Regions from separate parts of the Rattus norvegicus genome. Here region 2 is linked to region 1. The links are chromatin contacts, called in public Hi-C maps. All regions are on one chromosome and are shown on one strand. Each heading gives the region's core, a stretch centred on a gene start, on an enhancer-like site or on the middle of the called end of the contact. The rest is flanking DNA. Distances are from core to core; before and after follow the strand shown.

Evidence for each region. Hi-C and Micro-C count contacts between places; a contact is called where the count stands out from the background.
Region 2: a contact with region 1 is called in a Hi-C map of hepatocytes, with 1.7 times the contacts expected there. The contact joins the promoter of Stard13 here to the enhancer-like site in region 1. A contact is called at or near these places in 2 of 12 Hi-C or Micro-C datasets (hepatocytes and kidney).

What each region holds. Positions count from the first base shown.
Region 1 is chr12:5,466,414-5,471,941 of GRCr8, reverse strand. All of the region lies in intron 1 of Stard13 (StAR-related lipid transfer domain containing 13), which reads left to right. Among named protein-coding and RNA genes, the nearest start is that of Trnap-agg21, 6.9 kb to the left of the region's middle. Within about 2 kb of position 4,246, at least 3 of the 93 cell types and tissues checked have an H3K27ac peak or open chromatin away from gene starts, as enhancers often do. A contact at or near this core is called in hepatocytes, where this site is marked.
Region 2 is chr12:5,567,770-5,573,341 of GRCr8, reverse strand. Stard13 (StAR-related lipid transfer domain containing 13) reads left to right here and starts at 3,151. Exons shown (of 14, transcript NM_001109060.1): 1 at 3,151-3,424. The coding sequence starts at 3,256.

The sequences.
Region 1 (5,528 bases), core at 2,997-5,496:
TGGCTGCACAAGTGACGTATCTCCTGCTCTCCCCCTCCCTCTCCCCCTCTCCTCCCTCTATCCCTTCCCCTCCTCTCCCCCTGCCCCCTTCCTCCTCCTCCTCCTCCTCCTCCTCCTCTTCTTCCTCTCTCTCTCTCTCTCTCTCTCTCTCTCTCTCTCTCTCTCTCTCTCTCTCTCGGCACTGATCAGAGTGGGGAGACTGTACAATTTTAATCTCATTAGATACTATTAGGAATTATGGGTGTAGAGAGTGGTGTTTATATTCTCGTTCGGCTGCATCGGGACTTTGGGGAGCTTTGTGGTACAAATGGGACCTTTAACATTCCCTGAATTCACACAAGCTGGTGCAGTAGGCAAGGACGTGAATTTGGGAGAAGAAATAGTTACAGCTGTATTCACTCCTGCGCCACACCAGCAAGCCCTCAACTGCAGTTTCCGGTTGAGATAAAGGTTCCTGGTGTCTCCTGTGTGCTTCACGTAGGGAATGACAGCTAGCGGCACACGTTAGCTCTCTCGCAGGAGACGGTGCCGCTTCAGCAAATCTCTGACACCGTGGTGGAGTAAGACAATGGAAGTCTTATCCCTTGCTCCTTTTTTGTCCCGGTGGCTGATTTGCAGTGGCTCTGACCCCTTTGTCGTCATTCCGAGACCTAGACTGTAGTGACAACCCTACCTAGGGTTGCAGACTCGTGATACAGGGACCAGAAAGGGAAAATGGCGGGACAAGGCGACAACCCCTGAGGTTTGTTTTGGTTTTACTTAGAGTTCATTCCTGCTGCTGATTACTGGGGGAAGTGGGTCTTATGGCTAAGCTAACATCAGAGGAGAGCCACATGGCTACTGGAAACTGTTGGCTACTGGAAGCCTAAAAGGGAAACTGATATTTATGTGTATGCTTTAGATATATATTTGATTGTTTACTTAAAGGAAATAATACAGAAAGTACCTATAAAATACTTAATTCATAAATGTACGTATATTACAGATGTCATTACTATATGATGTGCGTCATATACACATGCACATGATTTTCTCAATGTGGATGAAAAAGGATAATTTAAAACAGCCCTATTTCTTAAAATATACTCACCCACCTTTTACTCTGGTAGAATTTATTTTAGTGAGCAGATTTGCTACTAATCTAGCTTGCAGATGGCATTTCAAAGCCAGGGAATGCTGCTAGCATTCGGAGGAAAGGGCTAAGCAGGGTGTGGCGGTGCACACCCACTCCCGGGAGGCAGAGGCAGGCGGGTCTCCGTGCACTTGAAACCAGGTCTACAAACCGAGCTCCAGGACAGTCAAAGCCGCTACACAGAGAAACCCTGCCTGGAGATGGGGGATGGGGAGGTGGAGAGGCTGGGAAGATAAGTTAAATGTGCTGCCTACTCTTACAGAGAACCTGGGTTCAGTTCCCAGCACCCTTAGGGCACCTCACAACGGCACACAGCAGCCCCAGAGGATCCAACGCCCTCTTCTGACTTCTGTGAAAACTGCATTCATGAGAAAAACACTCACACACAAGCACACATATATTATAAAAATAAAATAAATCCTCAAAGCAAAGAATGGGTGACGGAATATTATATCAGCAAGTGACCGTAGCTTTGGAGAGAGAAAGACACTCGCTCAGAGCCAGGGTCTGTTCTGACGGACTGGAATTAGGTGCCATCGAATAGCATGTGTCTCTGAACTCCCAGGTTTCACCCTCCTAGGGTCACTACCTTGCTGACAGAAGTGTGTTTGTTATGAACCAAGAAAGGGTTACTTAGAACTATGGTAGATAAAACAGGTGTTTATAAATTGACTTGACGCTCTGAAAAATGTAATGATTGGTGATCTTAAGTTTGCCCTAGATAACCTGTATTTTAGCTTGCCTTCATTACTTAGAATATCATATAAAGAAAATATTATACTGAAAAACACACTTGCTACACACACACACACATACACACACATACACACCCACACATACACACACACAAATACACACCCACACATACACACACACATACACACACATACACACCCACACATACACACACACATACACACACACACACACACACACACACACGAATCATTCAGGTATTAAAAACATCAAAACAAACTTAATACAGATTCACAAAAGTGCAGAAAAAATAAAATAATGGATCCTGACATCAGGCGAACTTGAGGGTGGAGAAAACTGTAATATGGTGCCTATACCTGTAATTTAGTTTATAAAGTCCTCCTGGGAGACGGATCTGGGGAAGCAGGAGCTCTGTGTAATCTTAACGAGCACTTTGTTCACGACCATACAGAGATGAGACGGATAGCCCGGCATTAACTCGGACAGAACCCGCCTCATATCTGACCAAAGAAATAAGCACTTAATAAGCAGGAGCCTTCGCTCGAGAAGTTCTCTGTAAAGGCGGAGGCGTGATTTAAGTAATGTATCTGTCATGAGCCTAACTCGTTGGTATGAATTGTCCTAAACTATGAGCCTGTTGAGATCTTAACACCTTCCAGATACCATAATCCTGGTAATTGGATAATTGTATTTAAGGAGACATAGCGCGGTAACTGAGCCATCCCTCACGGCTACTAAGATCTTTACAAACATGATGCACAGTATGCTTGCCCGTTCACTGTGAGGAAAAAGCCAGCGGTCCCCAAACCCACCTCCCTGAATCACTCTTGTCAAGGGGTTTCATGAACAATTAGGAAGTAGCTGCTTCCCACTGGAGCCAGCCGGTCTGTGAAGTTTGCAGGAGATTTGTAAGGACAGTGGACATGTATATGCCAGTAATAAAACTCCAGTAGTAAAGCCCTCAGTAGAGGAGCCCTGGTTCCTTCTCGACAGCCAGTTTCCTGATAATCCATTCTAATGTGGCCCTGGTTTGAATTGTTGGTTATTTAGAAAGACGACGTAAGGCCTTTGGGATAGCTGGAGAAGACTGTGTGTTACATACAGCACATTCCCTCGAATGTACTTAGAGCACTTAGCTCAGCTTAGCTGTTTCGATGGGAGCACCAGTTTAAAAAACACAGTAAGTCTGTAACGTGATAGGAACTCTGCAAACTCGTGCAGCAAACCCTTGGAGCTCAATAAAGCTCTTGCCTTGACTGGGGTCATCCTGAGTCTGGTACTGCCGACAGTTTGCACCTACGTCGCCAAGTAGTATCTCCTTTAAGCAACATTGTGTAAGTCTCCTCCACCTCCCTAGAGGTTCAGCTTTCTCCACTGTCAGTTAGCACCAGGAAGGACTTACTAAAGTGTTTTCTCTTGGCTACACTGGTCGTTATAGCCCACAGCAAAATACAACTTGGTGGTATTCCAATATCACATATTTAAGAAATCGTTCCCAACAAAGTAAGTTTCATGTTTTTATAAATAACATCATTATCTGGGAACATACTCACAGTGTATAATTATGCTTGTGAGTAGCAGTCAAGCTAAGATATTATGATGTCACTACTCAGGTGGATAGCATACATTAAATTATGTGTTGGTGATGGGACAAGACTTAAGTCTACTTTGATTGTACCTTTTGGGTTTTCTTTGATAATGTTTTTAAAACTGAAAATGTACAATTATTTTTTTTAAATTATACTATTCTATAAAAACATATCACCAGTCAGGTGTTTGTGTCTAGGGTGCCCTCGTTCTCATACCCATAGGAACATACAGCTTTCCAGCACTGTTGAGATCGTCCCCACTCCGAGAGGTCCCCATGTCCCCACCCCAACTAGGCCTGTCTCTGAACAGATTCCCTGACTCACTCTAAGCCAGAAGCTTAGGTGAGGAGTCACTTGGAGCACAGCAAAACCGGCACCCAGTGAGGATAAAAACAACTGAGCCAGAGCCCCTGACTCCCTGTCAACGCACAGACAGGTCACACAGGAGAGGACCCAGCCCCAAACAGATGCCGACTGAACTTTCTGCAGGAGCCAATCAGAAGCCTGCTTGCTTTCTGTTACTAAATGAAAAGCTGAAAGGCAAAGTTGTTTCCAGCCCCCAAATGCAGTTGACATGAAACCTTAGGGTTCGTCGGTCCACACTGTGAGAGGAGGAGGCTTTTCAGGAACACGGGTGATGTGTGGTTTGGGAGTCAGGGTGGTCGGTCTCCCTTAAACCAACCAGAAGAGGTTCCTCACATAGAAAAGAGGTTCCGCTATTAGAACTGGACAGTGTTGACTCATCCTCTATCCCTAGTGCCCCAGCTGTGTTCTCTGTCCTTTATCCCTTTATCCACTTGGGAGCCGGCTCTGTTATCTGATGCAGAAGCTTACGTCTGTTGGGTTCATGTATGCACAGGGCTTTGGGCAGCCTTCAAAAGAACATTGCACAAACTTAGGTAACCGCTGTAGAGTTAACTGACATTATTACCTGGAACATTCACAAAACCGATATGGGAGGAGCTGGGAACAGGGCTCCATTGGGAAAACACTCGCCGTGCATATTTGACCTCAGTGGTGCACACCAGCACAGAGACCGTGGAGGTGGAAAGGTCCCCAGGGCTGGCTGGCCAGGTAGTCTAGCTGAATGTTGAGTTCTTGATTCAGAGAGAGAGTCAGACATTGTCTCAAGCAACCAGGCAGACGAGCATAAAGAAAGGTCAACCTTAGACCTCCACATTCTCACACTTGTGTGTGGGCGTCTGCACACGCACGCATATGAGCACACATGCCCACACAGCTCCTCACTTAATTCTGTAAAAGTCCTGTCATGATACCTAGCCAAATGTATCACATTCTCCCCAGCAAAGGACAATAATCCCTTTGGTTTCTCTTCCCATTACTTCAGGTACTTGAGGTCTACTTCATAGACCATTGAACAACAACATCAAAAATAAACGAAATAATTCAGGAGTCCCAGAGGGCCCACTGTATCACCCTGGGGGTGGGAACCGCCTTTCTATCCCACGTGGGCACACCGTATGTGTTACCTGTCTGATAATCCCTTGGAAGCCATCTTAGTTATTGAATCAAAATCGTGGCATAATCTGGGTTTAGACTACAACCTGGATTTCAGCATCCATTGGGACTCTTGGTTCACGGGTTCCACCCCCATGGCATGTGTTCCTTTTTTTTTTTTCATCAAGAGAGTTGCAATGAGTTGATGCGTTCCTGGAGCGGCTACAAGGGCAGGTGAGGGTGTCAAAAGGGAACAAACAGAACAGTCAGATGTGATTTTAATGGCGCTGAATGCTTTTATACCATTTCTATACACTGATGGTTACGCATTAACACATAAATGTCCATGGCTTTCCTCACTGAGTATCATTTAAATCCTGTTAGATAGAGCCTTGTGAAATGACGCTGGCACTGTGACTTCCTTCTAATTTCCCTGTGTTTGGGCCACTGCAAGGGCCCTGCAGAAGCAGCATTTGTCTGAGAGGCATTAGAGGGGACTGTGGGTGAGCCAGAGACATTGTAAGACCCCTCTCCAATTCAGCTCAACAGTCAAAGTGAAATTTCATGGTGGGAATTAGACAAGATGGTCTTGTGGCTGGTTGGTGGGTTTGTTTGGCTCTTTGACTGCGATC
Region 2 (5,572 bases), core at 1,902-4,401, 100 kb before region 1:
TCCTTGCTTACCAGCAGGCCATTGCTTCACCTCTATGGTTCTCTACCTCCTTTTTCACAAACTATGGCACCACAGGAATTGATAAGCAGGAACAGTAAGCGGCAGAGGCCTGGCATGTAGGGGCCCAACACTCTCAGTCCCTTGCCTCCCTCAGTCCTTGTCCCTTAGTTCTTCACTCACTTGCTCACCAGAGCAGGGTGGCAGACAAGCCCAGAGAGGTCAGCAGCAGTCAGAGCAGAACACCACCGTCCACCTCTGTTGGGATTTTCCCACTGGGACTATGTAATAAAAGCAACTCATGCACAAAGGTTTCACAGCAATGGCAATATGTTATTATAAAACAAATTCTCAACCCATCTACTTCAAATAAACTGCTCTAGAAATATAAGGTGGCAAAAACACAGCGGGCAGTTGACTGGATTAACGGATACTGCCTGGGCTCTAATGTAAGACCTTAGGGTGTCGCTTATGGTGTGGAGGAAACGAGGCTCCTATCCTTGGTTGCTCTTTAAAAAAAAAAAAAATCAAAGCTGGCCTTCTAGAGGTCAGGCTTTGTTCTAAATTGCATTTCTATCAATTAAGAATCTAACCTTTCCCCCCAGTTCAGTGTTTGTTCTCTATTGCCCAGCGATGCAACATTGTTTTCATGTTGATGCCCCACATATTCAATAATACATAGTTACGATCTTGATGTTTTCAGAGTAAGGTATCCTAGGCTCTTTCAGAGCGCATTCCTCATTATACAAGGGACCGGGCAATATTGTCACATTTATTTTTTTTCAGTTACTATAGTGCTTCTGAGATTCACTCCATTTATTTTAAAAATGTAGCCAAGAGAGCAATGAATTACGATCTTGGCAGCTGGGATGTCCAGTCCTCAAGGGTTCTTCATAGCTATAAAGTGACTACACACTATTTCCTGCCTTGCTTAGCTTCTTGAAACACAGTTTCTCATTTTCCCAAACACCATGCCATTCCTTCTCTCTTTCTCCACCCGTCTTCCATTCCCCCAGAGTGAGACGGTGATGACTCCTCACATCTGGCTGGATGCCCCCGTTCTGGACTGTCAAGCTGACATACCCAAAGTAGAGTCTCAGTCCCACGAGAGCCAACGCTGATTCTGTGAGCTCGGCTAATGGCATCTGTTACTGTGTTCCGGAGTTTAACGTCTTCACTGTTCACACAGCCGCTTCTGACTTACCAAGCTTTACACACACACCTCTGAACCTTCCACAAATCAATGGAGAACAAACTCCTCAGATCCCAGCAAGAACACAAAGCAACATATGATCCTGTAACATTCTCCCCTTTTCTGCCTGAAAATTATCTTGCCTCTTTTTGCATAGTCATCAAATGAGGCTCATTCGCTATTATCATGAGAGAAAGTTATAAAAATCAGGCCAGCAAAAATTTCCACATGGAAAGGCACTAAATGCTGATGAGGAGGAGTTGGATTAAACCTTTTAAAAAGTTTGCTGATTTTATGCGTATGCCTATGTGCCTGAGTGTATGTGTGTGTACCAGCGACAGACACCAGAAAAGGTTATCCGGTCCCTGGAACTAGAACCCTGGGCCCTTGCGAATTGCTATTTGGTTGCTAGGAATCCCACCCAGGTACTGTGGAAGAATAGCCAGAGTTCTCAGCCGCTGAACCATCTCTCCCCCTCCCAGTTAAACTTTCTGCTCAAAGTGTTTAGTTATTAGCTAGGCTAGGTTTCATTTTAAGTCAGCCAAAAGTAAGACCAATCTCTTTCTCTCTCTCTCTGTGGTGCACACACACGCTTCTGAATCCAAAGAATTCTATTCGTTCAATTCCAGGCTTAGAATTCATTAAGTTTTCTACCTTTTGTTGTTGTTGTTTGGTGATGGTGATGGTGATGGTGGTGGTGGTAGTGGTGGTGGCGGTGATGGTGATGGTGATGGTGATGGTGGTGGAGGGTTTTTTGTTTATGTTTGTGCTTGTTTGTTTGCATCAACCACTTGTAAAGAGCAAAGAGCTGGGGAGGAGAAATTCTGATGGCTTGCATATGGCTTCTCAGCTATGGTTAAACTGACTAGCAGTTTCTTTACCCACACCCTCTGGCTCTCGTGCCTGTGGATACAGAACTCTCCTGCAGAGAGAGCTCTCCCCAGCTTCTCCTGTCAGAACTCCTGGACTTTGTTTCTGTCATGGTTTTTTGGTTTGGGAATTTTGGTTCTGTTTTTTAAAACCAGTCTCTCTGGCTGGGTCTGACTTGTTACCACCCCTCCAGTCAGAAATAATGTTGTTCGACTAGCATTATGCTAGTCTCCTCTCTCGTGTTCTTTTTAAATTGAGACATATGCTCTCTATAAGCCTTTATTAGCACTTACTATAAGTTCCCACTAGTTCCCCGTGGACCAGCAGCCTACCCAGGATCTTTGAAAGGCCACCTGCATCCTGTGTAGTGATTCTTGGCAGCGGCTTCCATATGACTAGTACTTTGCAGTTGTTTAGTGGTGATGAAAAACTGGAGGAAGTGGACAAATTAAAGGAGCAGGGCTGGGTGTTCAGGTTGTCTCTTTAGGTCTTCTCTGTAAGAAGAGCATCTTTTCTAGCTCCCCTGTCCAATGGTGGTCCCGAGGGTCTTTATTTACCCCTAGTGTCAACATAGGATTCAAAAGTTTGTTTTTTTTTAGAAACGTTTTATTTCATTAATTTCGTTGTGATGAAGGCTAGTATTTTATCCCCAGCGACCCGTACTTACTTTAAATGGTGTATTTCAAATACACAGCTGCAGGTAACACGGCTACCTTCTTTTGTTTTTTTTTTAATTAAACCTAGTTGCCGCTGACTTTAGTAAAGCCAAAAACTTTGTCTTTCATAACCTCAAAAAGTTCCTACGCCAGGGCGTGTTCGGCCCCTCCTGTCCTCTCTGTGTCCCTCTCCTCTCTCAGCTCTGGTGTTGGGGGGGGGGGGCTTGGTGAGCCCCAGGCGCTTCTAATTCTCTAATAGCTATTAGCATGAAGGATCTCAGCTGCTAGTGCAGCCTCGCGGTCAGCTTTGGGCTGATGGAACACGCCCAGTACTTTCTCCTCCTCCTGTGATTGGCTCCCGAGGTCACGTGAGAGCCCCGGAGGGTTTGGAATTCTGACTTGCGGCTTTTGGCACTCCTTTTTCTTTTTAAAAATCGCTGGGTCTGTGGCTCTCTCCTGGGGCTTGGTGTCTTTGCCGGAGGCTGGAGACAGCTGCGAACAGCCACCGGCAGCTGAGGTGGCAGTGGAAACTCTCCCGAGATGTTCAGTCAGGTGCCCAGGACGCCGGCTGCAGGCTGCTACTGTCTAAATCCCTTGACACCTGAGAGCCAGGAGATGTACTTGCGATTTGATCAGACTGCCAGACGCTCTCCCTACAGGATGAGCCGGATCCTAGCGCGCCATCACCTAGTGACTAAAATTCAGCAAGGTGAGTTGCGGGCACTGCCAAGGTGCCGCTTATTTCTGTTGGCTCCGTCTTTTGCTACTTGCAAAGTTATTGTTTGCACTGTACACCGCACGGATTCTTATGCCACGCTGCGTGGAATTCTTTCAAATAACTTTAGACCTCGATTCTAAGCAGTCTGTCACAGCACTGAGCGCCGCCTAACTCACAAAAATATTTCCAGCAGGACGTGAATCATGAATTCCTAATCCTCCATGTGTCAACAGAGCAAGTGAGGAAGGTTTACTCAGTGTGTGTCTTGGGGAACTTTTCTGCAGGTAAACTCATACTCTGGTCACATTTAAAAGTGGACACTTGTTTGTTTAATTGGGGAGAGAGCAGAGAGCTGGTGGCTAATGCCCAGGGTTTATAGTACATCTTCATTGAAGGAAAACACCGGGAATCTTACCTTAAGGCCATCGGACTGACAACTTGAATTACATTCTCTTCCTGTCTGTGTGTTTGTGTGGATAGTTACCACTGATTTGTTGACATGGCTTTCTTGCTAAAGGATAAATGTGACTCTTCACCTCAAAACAGAGCCTATGAGTACACACCCTTAGCCCTGGCTTCCTAAGGCAAGTTGACAGTACTGATTCAGACTAACTGATCCTTTTCTATTCTCGGGGAAAAAAATTAAAAACTCTTGTACCCTGAACATTAATAAAACTCATGATTTTTTTTTAAGGCTTAAAGCTTAAAACATGTCCCTGTGTGGTAGAAATCCAAAGAATGGGAAGTGAGCCACTGAGCTGGTAACCATTTAAAAGACAGACACATCTATCCACAGTCAGTAAATAGTCACCTCGCTCCTAACTACAGACCTAACTGAACCATTACATTGGCCCTACCAGGAATTTCAAGAGCTATTATGAAAACAGTTCCCAGTTAGATAAATGAATTTGAGATTATATTGAATTTTAGAGGGGAAGTTAAAGTCTCTAATCTTAAAAGATCTTACTGTAATGTCTCCAAAAGGAACAATACATATTCTAGCAGCGGCCTTTAACGAGATTGTCTCCTTGGAAATCGGCATTTGTTTGGGAAGGTTCAGGAACTGGCTATGTGTGAAGGATACTGGGGCCGCATACCAGTCTGGTTTCAGGAAGGATATTAAGTCACTCCATGAACTCTGTGTGCAAGTCTCACTTGAATAGAAACAAAAGTATCCCTGGTGGCTGGATTTAAAAATACATTCAGTGCAGAGTAGGAACCAGCTCTGAAGTTTTCTCTTCAGAAACTTCTTACCGTGGGGGTGTGTTGGGTATTAGGTATATGATCCTGTAGACATTGGGACTTAGTAAGTGACGGGAATCTGTCATATGCAGGCTGTACTTGTTTCTCCGCGTGTGTATAAAGGACGTATGTTAGAAACAGCATGTAGACCTACATGAACTGTCTTCTTTACATGTAGTGTCAGCCACTGACACGTTCTTTTGGGATAATGGTTACTCTTGGTGAATTACCACCGAGAGTGGGTCATTCTTTATACGAACACCGTATCTCTGTCTGTGTTTTATTTCTCATATTTAGAACCTGGGAGGCAGCTCCTTGTTTTTTATGGTGTAATGGAATGATTGGGGTGAGTGGATTCCTAAAGGTTAAAAGCTACGGGTAGGAAACAGGAAAGGGTTCCTACCCTCCAGTGACTCAGAACTCATGATGGGTTAATATCACACAATGTTTCCTGAGCAGATATAAAGTGATTTTTTTTTTTAAAATTAGATATTGATAGATTGGTTTGGGGTCACACCACGGGATGTTAATGGAGCATGTGCAACCTATCAGGCTGTGAGAATTATGAATGCTACTTTATTCTCTCAAAAAAAAAAGTGCTTCTAGTTAGTTGCCACTTTGGATCCATTCTAAAGATGAGAAAAGAGAGGCACACGCCATTCGGAGCCTTACAGGAGAGCTGGCATTTGAACACAAATCCTGAGACTCATGCTCTTCCATGTACCGTACTGAGCTTTGGTTTTTATAATGAATGCTAAATCAAAGGCTGGACCTCTAGTGGGTTTGGGGTGCTATAATATACCAAAGACCGTGCAAGTACAGACAGCAAGCACTCCATGAAAGAATCCGAGTTGGCTCCTCCTCCTCTGATTTCCAGTCAGGCTTTATTCCTAGAGT